5 separate regions of the Mus musculus genome follow, and regions 2, 3, 4 and 5 are each linked to region 1. The links are chromatin contacts, called in public Hi-C and HiChIP or PLAC-seq maps. All regions are on one chromosome and are shown on one strand. The core of a region is the stretch at or near the end of the contact, and the rest is flanking DNA. Distances in the headings are between cores, read along the strand shown. Region 1 holds the start of Six2 (sine oculis-related homeobox 2). Region 2 has its middle 13 kb from the start of Gm30117. Region 3 overlaps Gm30117 (a long non-coding RNA gene). Region 4 overlaps Gm30117 (a long non-coding RNA gene). Region 5 overlaps Gm30117 (a long non-coding RNA gene).

Region 1 (2,546 bases), core at 17-2,516:
CCTGACCCCTAAAAATCTCTTTGACCTGGAGGTGACGTCCTAAACCCCCTGATCCCCGACGCCCTTGGTTGTTCGAAGATCAGGCCCTAAGCCTACGCTTACCTCGCAGGGAATTCAGGCCCACAGCCCTGCCCTCTCTGAAACTCGCCGTTTTTCCAGTTTAGTCCACAAGCGACTGAGGAATTAGTTACTGAACTTACGCACCGCTTTGCCCGCTTTAGACAAATTCCGGGTCGCTCAGCCTCCAGAAAAGACCTAAGCGCTGTTTTGAGCCAGCCTGAGCTGCGGCCGAGCTTGGTACCCGGGGTCCGGGTGCGATTTAGTCCTGTCCAGGAGCTCCCCATCCTCCCGCACCCGTTTCTCCCAGGACCAGGGAAGCCGGCGCAGATGCTCACTTACTCGTACCTTTCCTTGGCCTCGGCCGCCCTGTCGCGCTGCCGCCGGTTCTTGAACCAGTTGCTGACTTGCGTGGTGGTGAGGCCGGTGGCCTCGGCCAGCTCGCGCTTCTCTCGTGGCGACGGGTAGGGGTTGTGAGCGTACCACTCGCGCAGCACGCTGCGGCTCTTCTCCTTGAAGCAGTAGCTGGTCTCCTCGCCGTCCCAGATGGAGCGGGGCAGCGGGAACTTGCGCCGCACGCGGTACTTGCCCACGGCGCCCAGCGGCCGGCCGCGCAGCTTCTCCGCCTCGATGTAGTGCGCCTTGAGCCACAACTGCTGCAGCTTGGCGTGGTTGTGCGGCGAGAACTGGTGGCTCTCCAGGATTTTGTAGAGCTCGCGGAAGTTGCCCCGGTGGAAGGCCACCACGGCCTTGGCCTTGAGCACGCTTTCATTCTTGTGGAGGTGCTCGCAGGCGGGCAGCGACCACAGGAAGCGACCCAGCCGCTCGATGTTGCCGCCCTGCTGCAGCACCTCGCACACGCACGCCACTTGCTCCTGCGTGAAGCCGAAGGTGGGCAGCATGGACATGGTGGCGGCTGCGCGCCCGCCCGCCCGCGCGCGCCCTCACCGCGCTTCGCGGCCCCGCATGGGCGCCTCCCCGCCGGCCCCGGCCGGCCGACAGGCGGGCGGGGCCCCCTGGCCAGGCGCCGGCTCCCGAGCGACTCCTGAGTCACAACGATCCGTCCTCGCTCCCGCCGCCGGCCCCGCGCAGCTCCGCGCCCCCGCCGCCCGCGCGCCTCGCCCGCGCCCAAGCCCGGAGGCCGCCCGGGGCGCCGCTCCGCATGCTCCGCGCCCGCCCGCCGCTCGCTCGCCGGCTCCTCGCTCGTTCGCTCTCCCTCCCGTCTAGCTCGCTTGCAGCTTTTTTAATAATATTATTCTAAGCGGGCATGAGGCGCGGCGGCCCGCGCCCTGATTGGTCGGGTTATCTGACCCGGGGCCTGCCCGCGCCAGACAATAGTCGAGTCAAATTATTCGCCATGGAGACGCTGTCAGTCACCGGTAACCCGAGCCCCGGCGGCCCGGGCGGCTCCCACCCCCGCCCCCCTCGGCCAGCTCCGCTGACAGATCGCCCCGGCTCTGCACAGAGCGGAGGTTGGCCGAGACGGGAGCCCCAGGCACTCCCAGAGCCCGGGAGGCGGAGAGGAGCCGGGCTGGGGCCCCGAGACGGCGGTGATTGACGGGGCGGACGCCCAAAGAGCAGAGGAGGAGGAGGACCCCGAAGGAGGGGGCTGGGTGGGGGCCCTCGAAGAAAAGAGGAGGACCGAAGTGGGGAAGGAAGGGAGTAGAAGGGAAGGCGGAGGACCGTTTAAGGGGGTGCCTTTCAGGAAAGGAAAAGAGGGGGACAGAAGGAGCCTTCAAGAGAAAAAGTGTGAGACACCCCTCCCTTTTTTTTTAAATAAGAGGCGTCGCAACAGCCTCACCCAGGCTTCGCCAGGTGCTCCAGCTCCGGCTGGGTCACTGCGTCGCTCGGAAGGTCGCAGCTGACAGGCAGAGACACTAACCCAGGAGGAGGTCAGTGGGATGGAGAGTTTGGATTCTCTTAGGGGGCCTCTGAAAGGCTTGGCTTTTCTAGCTGACAACACCCCACCCCCATGCAAGAAACCCGGGACCCGAGATGTCTATCCCCTAGGGAAAGGGGGAGGAGGTGGGGAGAGAAGTCAGAGATTTGGCAGTGGCCGCAGCTGGACGCCTGAGAATCAACTTCCCGGAGGATCCCGCCTTTCCTTCCTTTCGCAGCAGGCTGCTTGCCCCGCGGCCGGTACCGCCCCCACTCGGCGCGATCTGCTCCTCGCCAGGCGGGGACTCAGACTTAACCCCACGGGGCCCAGGACCCGAGAAACTCCCGGCAGTCTCGTGTGGCCTTTACGGAAGTTGAATCTTGCAAGGGCGGCGACACAAAACAGGGGAGCCCGCATAGACCCGCAGACTGCCCCGGGGAGCCCAGGGCAGCGTGTGTAGGGTAATTGTCGCACTTCCCGGGGTGGGGGTGAGGTGCACAGAAGAGACTGGATTTACCAGCTTCCTGTCTCCCTACTTCTGGGCTCGGGTTCCTGGTCTCTTCTGCCTGAGAACCCAGCGCTAAGTTCCGGCAAGATTGGCCTTAGAAAG
Region 2 (2,546 bases), core at 14-2,513, 250 kb after region 1:
TCAAAGCGCAGCATGCAGCCAGGTGTGGGGTACTCACCCTCAATCCCAGAACTTGGGGGTCAGAGGCAAACCGGGCTCTGTTAGAGGCCAGCCTGGTCTACATAATAAGCTCTAGGCCAACCAGGGCTACATGGCATAAGGAGATAAATAACAAGTCAACATGTGAAGAAAAATAATTTGTATGCGTGGTTTAAGAGACCTAAGGATGGATTGGATAATGTAAACATATTCAGAGATGCTTTGTGTTATTAAAGGGAAAGAAGGGCAGTAAAAAGGGAGGGAGGAAGGGAGGGAGGACAGAGAAGCTACATTCTGAGGGAGGAGGTGCTAGGAAATTTCTGGTAGTAAGGAGGTACATCTCATAAGCTTGAAGGTAGTCACTGAGTGCAGACAGGCTAAACCTGGGCATCTCTGTGGAGATGCAGGCCACTGGGAAAACAGGATGACATAAAGATGTCTTAGATCTGCTTCCAACAGAGCTCAGGAAAGGACTATGCAAGGAACCTTGTGTCTGGAAGCTAGAACCTCTGGTTCTTTTTATTTTTTTTTAATTTTTAATATGTATTTGTGGGTGCATGGGAGCCTTCATATGGTCGGAGGACGACTTGAGGCAGTCACCCTCCACCACGTGGGATCTGGGGATTTAACCCAGGTCGGCAAGCTTGGCGCCGCCTTTGCCCACTGCATCATCTCATAGGCCTTAGAACTTCTTTCATTTGTTTTTAGATAAGGAGTAAGATCAGGCCACGCTGGGAGCTCCACCTGTACACCCAATCAATCCCACATGCTCTTTACAGAAACACTCAGATTCCTGGGGGCTCTCAGTTCCATTTTCAGTGAACACAGATCCCCCGACTTTCTGTTGTAAAATAAATCCCGATTCCTAAAGAAACAGGTCTTGGGAAGGCATCCGATTTCTTTTCTTGCCAGTTGGTGTTTTTCTTAACTGTAACTTTTAGTTTTTCCCACAGTTGGCCACGCTGGAAAGAATGTGGAACGAGGGGTTTTTACATGTTTGAGAAAGAGCACAAACTCTGGTTGGAAAAATGAAATCTCCAACCTGGAGCCCTGAGCGTGAGTCAAACTTTCCACAGTATCAGAATCTCTACTTGCAACTTGAGAAGCAAAATTAAGTTGTAATATTCCAGAAAATAGCTAGGGCCATTCAGAATTCTACTCCTGGCTTCTTGGCTGGATCACAAACCAATGTAGAGGCAGAATTTAATTACCTGTCAGGAACTAAATAAAAAGTCTGCTTCATCTAATACTCCCAGTGTGCAGGACAGCTATGAAAACAGTCCTGACACTCAATCGATTGGCTGTTTACAGAGGCCTAAGGAGGCACCAAGACACATGAGGAGGACACCTGGGCTGGAAGCTTTCACCGTTGTTTAAAGGCAGTTGCCAACCGCTCTGCTTGCTGACCTACACTCAAGCCACTGCCTACCCACAAGAGACCTTGCATTTATGTCTTTAAAATATCCCATAATCTTCCTTCTCAGAGGTAAACAATGGCCTCTAAGGCGAGGCCCAGGGCACTAGGTTATATATACAAGAGAACACCGTCTCTCCAGGGAGAATTCTGCTTCGCGAGGTCGGTGTTTCCGCATCACACCCCAGGCTGCCGTCTGTCCACAGTAGCAGCTACCAGTGACACACAATAGAAAGACTATGTTGGCACCAGGTTGGGAAACCAAGTTAGTTCACATCCATTGCTATAGAATTCACCTTCCCCAGTGCTGCCTGGAGAAAATTCTACTCTGCCCACTCCCAGGACACCAGTGAGCCTGAGGGTGAATCAATGACTATAATTAAAAATGTCCCATGGGCTCAGGTGTTGAATGCTTGGTCTCCTGCTAGAGCACTGTTTTGGGAGATTGTGAAACTTTAGGAGGTGTGGCCTATCTTTAGGAGGTGTGGCCTATCTTTAGGAGGTGTGGCCTATCTTTAGGAGGTGTGGCCTATCTTTAGGAGGTGTGGCCTATCTGGAGGAAGTAGGTCCCAGGCAGTGTCCTTGTCTCTACTTCCTGATCTCATGATGTTCTGCCCAAGTACGTGACATTGCGCCACCACAGTCTGACCCGTCTGAAACTGAACTGAAGGACACCCTTCCCCTCTTAAGCCATAGTCTTGGGAGTTTGTTCACCACCATAAAAGTCTCTTCAGAGAGGTAGAGAGAGCTGAGACCTGTGGGGGAGGCGTTACTACACTGATCAGTTACTTTATTGTCTGCTGTTGAGAGTCGAAGGTCAGGAAAGCACTTACCATTTCAGTAAAGCCCTGCCACCCCAGCTTCAGGCGACCCGGAGGAGGTTTAAGTAGTAGTTTCAGAAAGAAAGCTCAACCTTAAGACTAAGGGAAACACTATTTAAAAAAACCAAAAATCTTCTTTCCCCGGCCTAAAGTCAGCAGTACTGGTTTTTCAGAACCTGGAACATTGCTGTTACTTCCGACCTACCTGCCTGGGACCTACTTCCTCCAGATAGGCCACACCTCCTAAAGACAGGCCACACCTCCTAAAGACAGGCCACACCTCCTAAAGATAG
Region 3 (2,546 bases), core at 22-2,521, 230 kb after region 1:
GTGTTCTGTTCTCCTGCCCATGTGTTTAGAAAAGAAACAGGTTATGATGTTTAACTAGTAAATGGATGTATGTGCTCATAGCAGCTAACACTTTTTAAACACTTGTGGATGCTTAAAATTATGATGTGTTTAAGATTCGAACACGTTTGCTTTTCTACACTCTTAATCCAATGAGCGCTGGCTGCCCTCTTCCCCGCTCACAGGGCTCGTCCATCCACCTCGCTAGACCTGGTCTGCAACGACTCCCTCCAGCTGCTGACAGACCTTCTTCTCTCTCTTAGCATTTCCATGCATGCACGGACATCGTCAAGAAGAGGATAGTTAACAGTCGTTCTTCAGGGGATGTCTAGAATCCTGTTTAAAAGGGTCTTCCTGGAACCCTCGATGGGGCCTTACCAACTCCACTATATGATTCAGGAAATGAAAAACAAAAGGCCTCAAGTCCCCTGCAGGTCACACAGTGTGTGAGCAGGAGTGTGAGCAGGAGCAGGGTAGGGGTGAGGTCGGACCTCCAGGTGCTAGGCAGGCTTCGCATGCACACTTACTTGTCTTTCCACACTAGCATCCAGAAAAAGGTGTGACACTTAGCTTCGATGTGTGAACTCACACTGCATAGTGCCCTCCTGGGAAAGGGCAGGAGTGGGTGCCTACTCTTTCCTTTGCTCCTCTGCGTCCTCTCACCTCGGAGCTCTGTCTTCTCCTCTCTGTGCACTCTAGGTATCTCCCCACTTGTCCCCCTGCCCTCTCTTGTTTGTCCATTCTTCATCGGTTCTCTTACCTCTAGGTCTGCCATTACATATGACCCTAGCCACCCTTGTTTCTTGTTAGTGTCTACAGCACCTTGGCCCCCTTTCCATGCCTGGTATTTCCTGTTCTGGGGCATTTAAACTGCTGTTCCCGGGGCCTGAAAACCCATTCCTCTCTTGGTTCTCTCCCACAGACACTTTTGAATAGCAGAGCATCAGGAAAGCTTTTAGCCCAGGTCAGATGGCCCTTTTCTATGGTCCTAGCCTAACACCCCATGCAGCCTCCCCTAGTAGCACCTAATTACCGTTTATTTAGGTTGGTTTCCACCTCTGAGCTCAGTTTCCAAGGAGAGCTGGTCTGTGGCTGTCTTGTTCACCATCGCATCCCAGTACCCAGTGCCTGACACATAGTTAGCACCTAATGAACGAGTGTCCGATGGCCAGCGGGACTTCCAGCTATCCTGTTAATCTTGAAGGAATGGAAAGAAAGGTCGCATTATGTGTTGGGGGCTGTGAGCATAGTTTCCCACCTGGTGCAAGCTGTTTAATTTCTCCAACTCTCAGCCTGGCAGCAGGCCAGGTGGGAGCTAGCTCAACTCAGCAAATGTTTATGAAGCTGGCCAAGCGGAGGGGAACTCTGCTGGACACACTGGGGGTTGGGGGGTGACGCAGACAAGAACAGACCTGAGGTGTTTGGAGCAGCTTAGAGTCACCTGGGAGAGGCAGTGATACTGGGTGGGTGGACTGGAGCGACAGTGGGGAGATGGACCCCCAAAGCCCATGCAGTACTGAAGGGGGGCAGGCTGTGAGCAGGAAGAGATGGGTGAGAGTCAGGCACTAGTGCAGATTCACACTGAGAAAAATACCTGACAGAGGCACACTGAGGTTGGATTCAGGCTGTCACACAGTCAAGAAACGGATGAATGCTGATTCTCAGGCCCCAGCCCATTGGCTGCCGTTGCCCACATGTAACTGGATCTTCCTTACACAGTTGAATTTATCTGAAAACACCACAGATGTGCTTAGATGTGTACCTCCTACGTGATTCTAAATCTAGTCAAGTTGGGGATGAAGACCAACATCTCAGGGTGATTGACTCGAAGCGGGTAACCAGCTAAGTAATAGCAATTATTCGAGTGTCATGGCAGGTGAAAAAGCAAGACAGAAGCTGGGCAGCATGTCTATAATTCGAGCACTCCTACCAGGACATGTGAGGACAGAGACAGAAGAGTCCCCGAAAGCTAGCTAGCCTGGCATAAGCAGTGAGAAACAAGATGGAAGATGAAGCCCTGCACCACGATTAACCTCTGAGCTCACAAGTGCCCTGATCTGTCTGCAGCTACATTCACAGTATCCAGGCATGCACACAGGCATGGACACATACATGGGCACACACAAGCACACAGGGACACATACACACAGAGATTTTAAAAGAGGAAGGCACGGGATGGGGTGGAGGGTGAGATCAGGAAATGGTTAAAGACGCAGCAACTTATGAGATATAAAGGTAAGGGATGGGGAAAGAAGCCCCACAAGAATGTCAAGGATGCAAGCCTGAAACACAGGGACCTAAAAGCAGGAGTAGTGAGGGCCAAGAGAAGTGGCGCAGGTCAGACAGGCTCACTGCTAAGCCACGACAAAGCCACACCAACAGCATGAGAGGCAACAGGAAATGCAGGTCTCGAAACCGGAACCTGGGTTGATGCCTCCACACCTACAAACAAACAAAAGGCGCTTACGAAGAAGCAGACAGTCTGGAATGTACCGGCCACCGTGTGCACAAAGGGCATGGCGGTGCAT
Region 4 (2,546 bases), core at 30-2,529, 210 kb after region 1:
CTTCATGGCTGCTTGCTGGCTGAGAGATTTATTAGCACACAACTCCTGTCAAGCCTTGAAAGGCAAACTGGCTACGCTCCCCCAAGCCTCTTCTCATCAGAGGAGCCAGCAAGCATTCAGAATTGTGCACAGCTCTCGGGAAAATCCAACTGAACACTCCCTCATCTTTTTTTTTTTTTTCAAAAAAAATAATCTAAGGTTCAGAGAGGCTTGGGATTCAGCCAAGATCACACAGCACGTCATATATTAGTCAGGGTTTTCCATTGCTAATTTTAGACCCCGTCAAAGCTTTTTATAAAGATTCCCAAATCAACTTCTGTAACATTTCTGACATACATTAGACAGATGAGAAACTGAGACCCTGACGTGACAAAAAAGACTAATGTGTGGCATCCATGGGAGTAGGCATAACCCTGTCCTTTTGTCCCCTGCTTTCCTCCCGGTCCAGGTTTCCTCCTCAGATTGGACGCACTGCCCTGCTTGTGTGCCCTCCCAGTCTTGATGGGGAAGAATGGCCCACGGGCATTCTTCCACCTAAGTAATAACGGAACCACACTGATCCTTTCTTCAAGGTCCAGGGGCACTGTTTCCCCTCTGCCCTGGCATTGCTTGGAAATGTTGCTTTGGGATAACGGAATGCAAAACACCTCGGCTGCAATTTTCAAATCAGAAACAGCCTCTAAATCCTCACTTAGTGCAGAGCAGGAGGCCTTGGGAGGATCAGGAGAGCCTCGGGCCGCTCCTCCCTTGAGAAGCAAAGCTTAGAGGGATATGGAGATCACTGATCTAGTGAGTGTGTAGATGGTGTCAAGCCAGGATCCCATAATTCAGATGAATGAGGTCCAGCTTTACTTCTCTGTCATTCCGTCTAACACGGGAGCTGTGAGAGACTGGATAACCAGGCAGGAGAGCACGGGACCACACCAGGGACTCAGGGTAGAAAATCACAATCCAAGCAGGTTTCCTAGAGGAGCAGTCCCACTGAGGTCTCAGAAAATTGCAAAAGCATTGTAGGTTATTCCTGGCAGGAAAGTGAGACCATACCAACCTCTGAGGACATGAGACCTGGCCTGGATGCTCCTTCCTGGGGCTCTCCCAGGCTCTCCTTAAGCCCAGCTGTTTCAGCAGCCTTGGTAACTCTCTACCTCTTGTGGAATCTTCAAACTATAATACAAACACCCCAGGAAGTTAGCTAGGCAAACATCACCACATTCCCTCTACAGACCAGGAATGCCACCCTTGGGCAAGTTAGTGTCCTGATTGATGTATTCCAGCAATATCAGGAACACTGTCCAAACTGAACAAAGGGCTCTGTGTTCTGCAACTCAGCTCTGCCTGGTCCTCACAGCTCATTAGCCAGGCATGGGAGGCCGTGATTTTGTAGACCGCCCTTAGTTAGTACCAGGTACCACTCATGTGGCACTTTACATATGTGACAGTGCCCTGTGGCTCTGATTTCAGGACCTTTATTTTATCTCCATAGAACTTATCTTCCCTCTCACACTGAGAAGCACGGTGCAGCACACACACACACACACACACACACACACACACACACACACTAAATGCTCAGTAGACTAACAGGCAAACCAATACAGATGTTACAAGAGAAGGCTCTATTAGAAAAGGAATTTCAAATACCACTGTCACCATGTTAATCCAGAGGTCTTCCCCAGCAGGGCTAGCCCCACTTATTGTTACCATGGTTTTTTGAGACAGGGTTTCTCTATGTAGCCCTGGCTGTCCTTGAACTAGCACTGTAAACCAGGCTGGCCTCAAACTCACAGAGCTCTGCCTGCCTCTTCCTCCTACGTGCTAGGATAAAGGCATGCACCACCACACCCAGCTTCACTAAGCCATTCTTAACTGAGATACACAAGCATAATAAATACACCAAACTTCAAAGGCTTAGCCCAAAACATGTTGAATGCATGTTGAAATGATAATGTTAGACATGTTGGGTTAAATAAGTATTATTGGTAAATTCATTTCACCTACCTTTTATTTTTAATAGTATGGCTACTAGAAATATTTTAAGGAACAAAGATGGCTCAGGTGACTTTGTATCACGCTGACCTGTATGTAGAGAGGTTTAATCTGAAAGGGAAAGGATGTGAAGAATCTTCCAGAGTGAGCCCGATTCACAGGAGACTGGGCCTATTCTAAACATCCATCCTGTGTGTGCCTTCATTTTTCTGTAGAATTCCGTAGTTTATCCTTCCATCTGTCCAACATGATTATGATTCTTTTCATTATCTCCCACCTCCAACTAATCCAAGATTTTCAAAACACACCTCAGGAGCAGCCTTTACCCACGCCCCCTCATTCCTGCATAGACATTAGCAGATCTGCCCAGCTGTGAACCGTTGGGTTCAACCAACCGCCGCCTTACCAGTCATGGCACTAATCATGCTGGTCCCCCAACAGTTACAGGGTGATCCCCCAACAGTTACAGGGTGGTCCCCCAACAGTTACAGGGTGTTCCCCCAACAGTTACAGGGTGTTCCCCCAACAGTTACAGGGTGGTCTCCCTTCAGTTACAGGGT
Region 5 (2,546 bases), core at 19-2,518, 180 kb after region 1:
CTGGATCTGGGGCTCTGGGGCTCTGGGCAGGATTTCCTTCTGTCTGAAGGGAGCGTGCCTCTAACAGGCTGCACATGCCTGCCAGCTGCTGCTTTCCTTCGCGCAATGCAGGCCAAGACAAGAAGAGCATTATTTCCCACCGGCCTTCTAATCTGCAGGCCCCTGACTCCACAGGCCTGCTCTGGGCAGGGTAACTTAGGACCTCTGGGGCTGAATCCCCCTTGGCTTAGAAAGGGCTCCTTTCTTCTCCCCATTCCATTTGCTTTCTATTTAGGGCAGTGCTCCTCCACCAAGGGGGCTGTGCTGAAAGCCTGTGGAAAGGACTTCAGCAGGGCTGTTGGCTTCTCAAAGGCTTTCCTGTGTCCGCTCTGCTCTGTGTAGATAGCACTGGGAGAAATTGAGTGTGTGTGCATGCGTGAACTCGTGTGTGTGTGTGTGTGTGTGTATGTGTGTGTGTGTGTGCATGCGCATGCATGTATTCATAGTCACATGTGGGTACACATGCATGTGTGTGCAGTGTTGGGTTTCTTTGTTGATTGCTTCCCACCCTACTTGTCTGAGACAGGCTCTCTCACTGAACGGAGAGCTCATCAGATAGCGAGGCTTGCTGGCTGGTGACCTCCGGGGTGACTTCCGAGGATCCTCTTCTCTTGCCTCTCTCCAGTTCTGGGTTTACTTATTGATCCATGCTGCTAGACCTGCTTTCAAGTGTGCTCTGGGGATCTGAACTCAAGTCCTCGCACTTGTGCACATGTTCACAACCAACTCCCCCACCGGATCCATCTCCTTAGCCGAGAATAAAAATTACTGAGTGCTGAACCCTCTAGACTCTATGTGCAGTGTCTGAACCCCCAAACCCCAGCTACAGAGCTCTGTGTGGGCCCATTTCGCAGGAGAGAGTTCATAATGGCGAGGTTAAATGATCTATAAGGTCCATAATCCAGCCTGGAAGGATCCAAAACAGGAGGTGAGCCCCACCATTGCTAGGATTGGCCTTCTAAACCCCAACCCTGATTTCCAGAAGAGGCACAGGGGAGGGAAGACCACCTTTCACTCACTCTTGTTTTGGCTGTGTCACTAGGACAATCTGATCCGAATCTCTGTGGTCTCTCTCCCTCTGTGTAAAGGCGTGTGTAGCACTGCGCTGGGCCCTGTTCCACCTTCAAACAACCACAAGAACTAGGCCATCCCCAAATGCTCAGAGGGACGCTCAGAGGGACCTGCAGAGGGACCTGAGGCCCGGAACCGGCTCTGGCCCTATCCAGTTACTAACCAAACACTTGTCTTTCTTCCTGGCTGAAACTGAACGTGCCTGACTCTTGCTTGGAGCTCTTGACTAAGAAAGCTAAATTTTAACCCTTTCCCTGCAGCATTTTTCCCCCTTCCACAGCACACAAAACACAAGGTACCAATTTGTCTGGCTGACTCTGCTTGCAGCTCGCCTTGCAAGGAGAGAGGCCTTCAGGAGCCCAAGCAGAACACACCGTTTTTAGCTTAGCCTGGCTTAATTTTTCACTTTTTTTTTTTGTATGTGTCATTTCGGATGTGAAATTATTTCACCTCCTTTTAAAACAAAGGACGCCATTGTCTAGTGGGCAGGGAAGGAGCCTCTGGCTTGGAGGTAAGAGCAAGGTGGGGCAGGAATCATCGTTGGGATCACCCTGTGTGCAAGCATAGATATTCCCCAAGGTGGATACCCCAAGAATGTGGGGTGCTCCCCCTCTAAATTTTCCTTTCCAGAGTGGTGTGGCGGTTAACTCTTCATCTCAGACTCCTGTCTAGGGAAGAGACTGGCTTATCATTTTGTTCTTCTGACCAAAAGATTTTTAAAAGCCACCCCCACCACCCAAACCAAACCAAATAAAAAAAAGCAACCTCAGAAAGTAATACTGTGGAAACAGTAAGGACCCAAATTCTCCCCACTCCAGGGTGGAGGACACTAGTGAAATCGAACCGATGAGCCAAGCTTGGGCCTCTGACTTGGAGGCCCAGTCGTCAGATGCAAGCTTTCTGCCTTCAGCATAGACTTTTTCTATAACAAACCCACTTTGGGGTCATCCATCAATACGTAAGTGCACACCTGGGAGACGGGGACAAGTCTTCACTCTTCTGTCTTTGTAAATAAGGAACTCGTATTTCTACAATGGAATGACCGATTAGAGCACCTTTCTTCCCCGGGGCAATTTCCAAAAACTGGTGTAGACTCCTGCACCCCGGGGTCTGCTGAGGTGACAAGCCTTCCCTGCCAACATCTTCCTCCTCCAAATCCTGAAGGTTGCTCTGGCTTCAAGCTTTTCACCTTGTGAAGCAAGGAAAGGAAGGCATAGACCTGTTCACTCACTACCACGGATAGGCAAACCAGCAGTTCTAAACAAAGCACCAGGGCCGCCACGACCATCGGAAAAACATGAGTGGCTGAGACTAACTGCACCAGGGACCACAGGCGACCTTAGTGCACCGAGCCAGGAGAAGACTGTCGAAATGGAAAGAGTTGAGAAGGTTTTGTTGCCTGACCTGAATTACCAACTGCCCTATGTCACAAGACA

What was found. Hi-C and Micro-C count contacts between places; a contact is called where the count stands out from the background. HiChIP or PLAC-seq counts read pairs in DNA pulled down with a chosen protein or histone mark.
Region 2: a contact with region 1 is called in a Hi-C map of nephron progenitors, with 1.4 times the contacts expected there. The contact joins the enhancer-like site here to the promoter of Six2 in region 1. A contact is called at or near these places in 9 of 39 promoter capture datasets (the 3T3-L1 cell line, the HPC-7 cell line, embryonic stem cells and 5 more), 4 of 484 Hi-C or Micro-C datasets (bone marrow-derived macrophages, embryonic stem cells, nephron progenitors and 1 more), 12 of 115 datasets of contacts at active chromatin or transcription factors (craniofacial prominence, embryonic basal ganglia, embryonic forebrain and 8 more) and 1 of 9 other capture datasets (embryonic stem cells).
Region 3: a contact with region 1 is called in an H3K4me3 HiChIP or PLAC-seq map of embryonic limb bud, with 4 times the contacts expected there. The contact joins the enhancer-like site here to the promoter of Six2 in region 1. A contact is called at or near these places in 6 of 39 promoter capture datasets (the 3T3-L1 cell line, the HPC-7 cell line, embryonic stem cells and 3 more), 8 of 484 Hi-C or Micro-C datasets (bone marrow-derived macrophages, cerebral cortex, embryonic stem cells and 3 more), 9 of 115 datasets of contacts at active chromatin or transcription factors (astrocytes, craniofacial prominence, embryonic forebrain and 6 more) and 1 of 9 other capture datasets (embryonic stem cells).
Region 4: an H3K4me3 HiChIP or PLAC-seq map of embryonic limb bud shows a contact between it and region 1, with 4 times the contacts expected there. The contact joins the enhancer-like site here to the promoter of Six2 in region 1. A contact is called at or near these places in 4 of 39 promoter capture datasets (the 3T3-L1 cell line, the HPC-7 cell line, hippocampal neurons and 1 more), 1 of 484 Hi-C or Micro-C datasets (embryonic stem cells), 9 of 115 datasets of contacts at active chromatin or transcription factors (astrocytes, craniofacial prominence, embryonic hindbrain and 5 more) and 1 of 9 other capture datasets (embryonic stem cells).
Region 5: a contact with region 1 is called in an H3K4me3 HiChIP or PLAC-seq map of embryonic limb bud, with 4 times the contacts expected there. The contact joins the enhancer-like site here to the promoter of Six2 in region 1. A contact is called at or near these places in 8 of 39 promoter capture datasets (cranial neural crest, embryonic stem cells, frontonasal cranial neural crest and 5 more), 13 of 484 Hi-C or Micro-C datasets (the CH12 cell line, LSK cells, bone marrow-derived macrophages and 8 more), 11 of 115 datasets of contacts at active chromatin or transcription factors (craniofacial prominence, embryonic forebrain, embryonic hindbrain and 7 more) and 1 of 9 other capture datasets (embryonic stem cells).

Annotation. Positions count from the first base shown.
Region 1 is chr17:85,686,988-85,689,533 of GRCm38.p6, forward strand. Six2 (sine oculis-related homeobox 2) reads right to left here and starts at 1,267. Exons shown (of 2, transcript NM_011380.2): 1 at 406-1,267. The coding sequence starts at 965. CJ186046Rik (a long non-coding RNA gene) reads left to right here and starts at 1,507. Exons shown (of 9, transcript XR_001782258.2): 1 at 1,507-2,546.
Region 2 is chr17:85,940,273-85,942,818 of GRCm38.p6, forward strand. No RefSeq gene overlaps it. Among named protein-coding and RNA genes, the nearest start is that of Gm30117, 13 kb to the left of the region's middle. Within about 2 kb of position 1,264, at least 13 of the 459 cell types and tissues checked have an H3K27ac peak or open chromatin away from gene starts, as enhancers often do. A contact at or near this core is called in nephron progenitors, where this site is marked.
Region 3 is chr17:85,920,195-85,922,740 of GRCm38.p6, forward strand. Gm30117 (a long non-coding RNA gene) reads right to left here. Exons shown (of 5, transcript XR_877085.1): 2 at 1,613-1,747; 3 at 1,052-1,215. Among named protein-coding and RNA genes, the nearest start is that of Gm30117, 7.1 kb to the right of the region's middle. Within about 2 kb of position 1,272, at least 14 of the 459 cell types and tissues checked have an H3K27ac peak or open chromatin away from gene starts, as enhancers often do. A contact at or near this core is called in embryonic limb bud and stem cell-derived cardiac mesoderm, where this site is marked.
Region 4 is chr17:85,901,487-85,904,032 of GRCm38.p6, forward strand. The region is part of intron 4 of Gm30117 (a long non-coding RNA gene); the gene reads right to left. Among named protein-coding and RNA genes, the nearest start is that of Gm30117, 26 kb to the right of the region's middle. Within about 2 kb of position 1,280, at least 9 of the 459 cell types and tissues checked have an H3K27ac peak or open chromatin away from gene starts, as enhancers often do. A contact at or near this core is called in embryonic limb bud, where this site is marked.
Region 5 is chr17:85,869,298-85,871,843 of GRCm38.p6, forward strand. The region is part of intron 4 of Gm30117 (a long non-coding RNA gene); the gene reads right to left. Among named protein-coding and RNA genes, the nearest start is that of Gm30117, 58 kb to the right of the region's middle. Within about 2 kb of position 1,269, at least 27 of the 459 cell types and tissues checked have an H3K27ac peak or open chromatin away from gene starts, as enhancers often do. A contact at or near this core is called in embryonic limb bud, nephron progenitors and palatal mesenchyme, where this site is marked.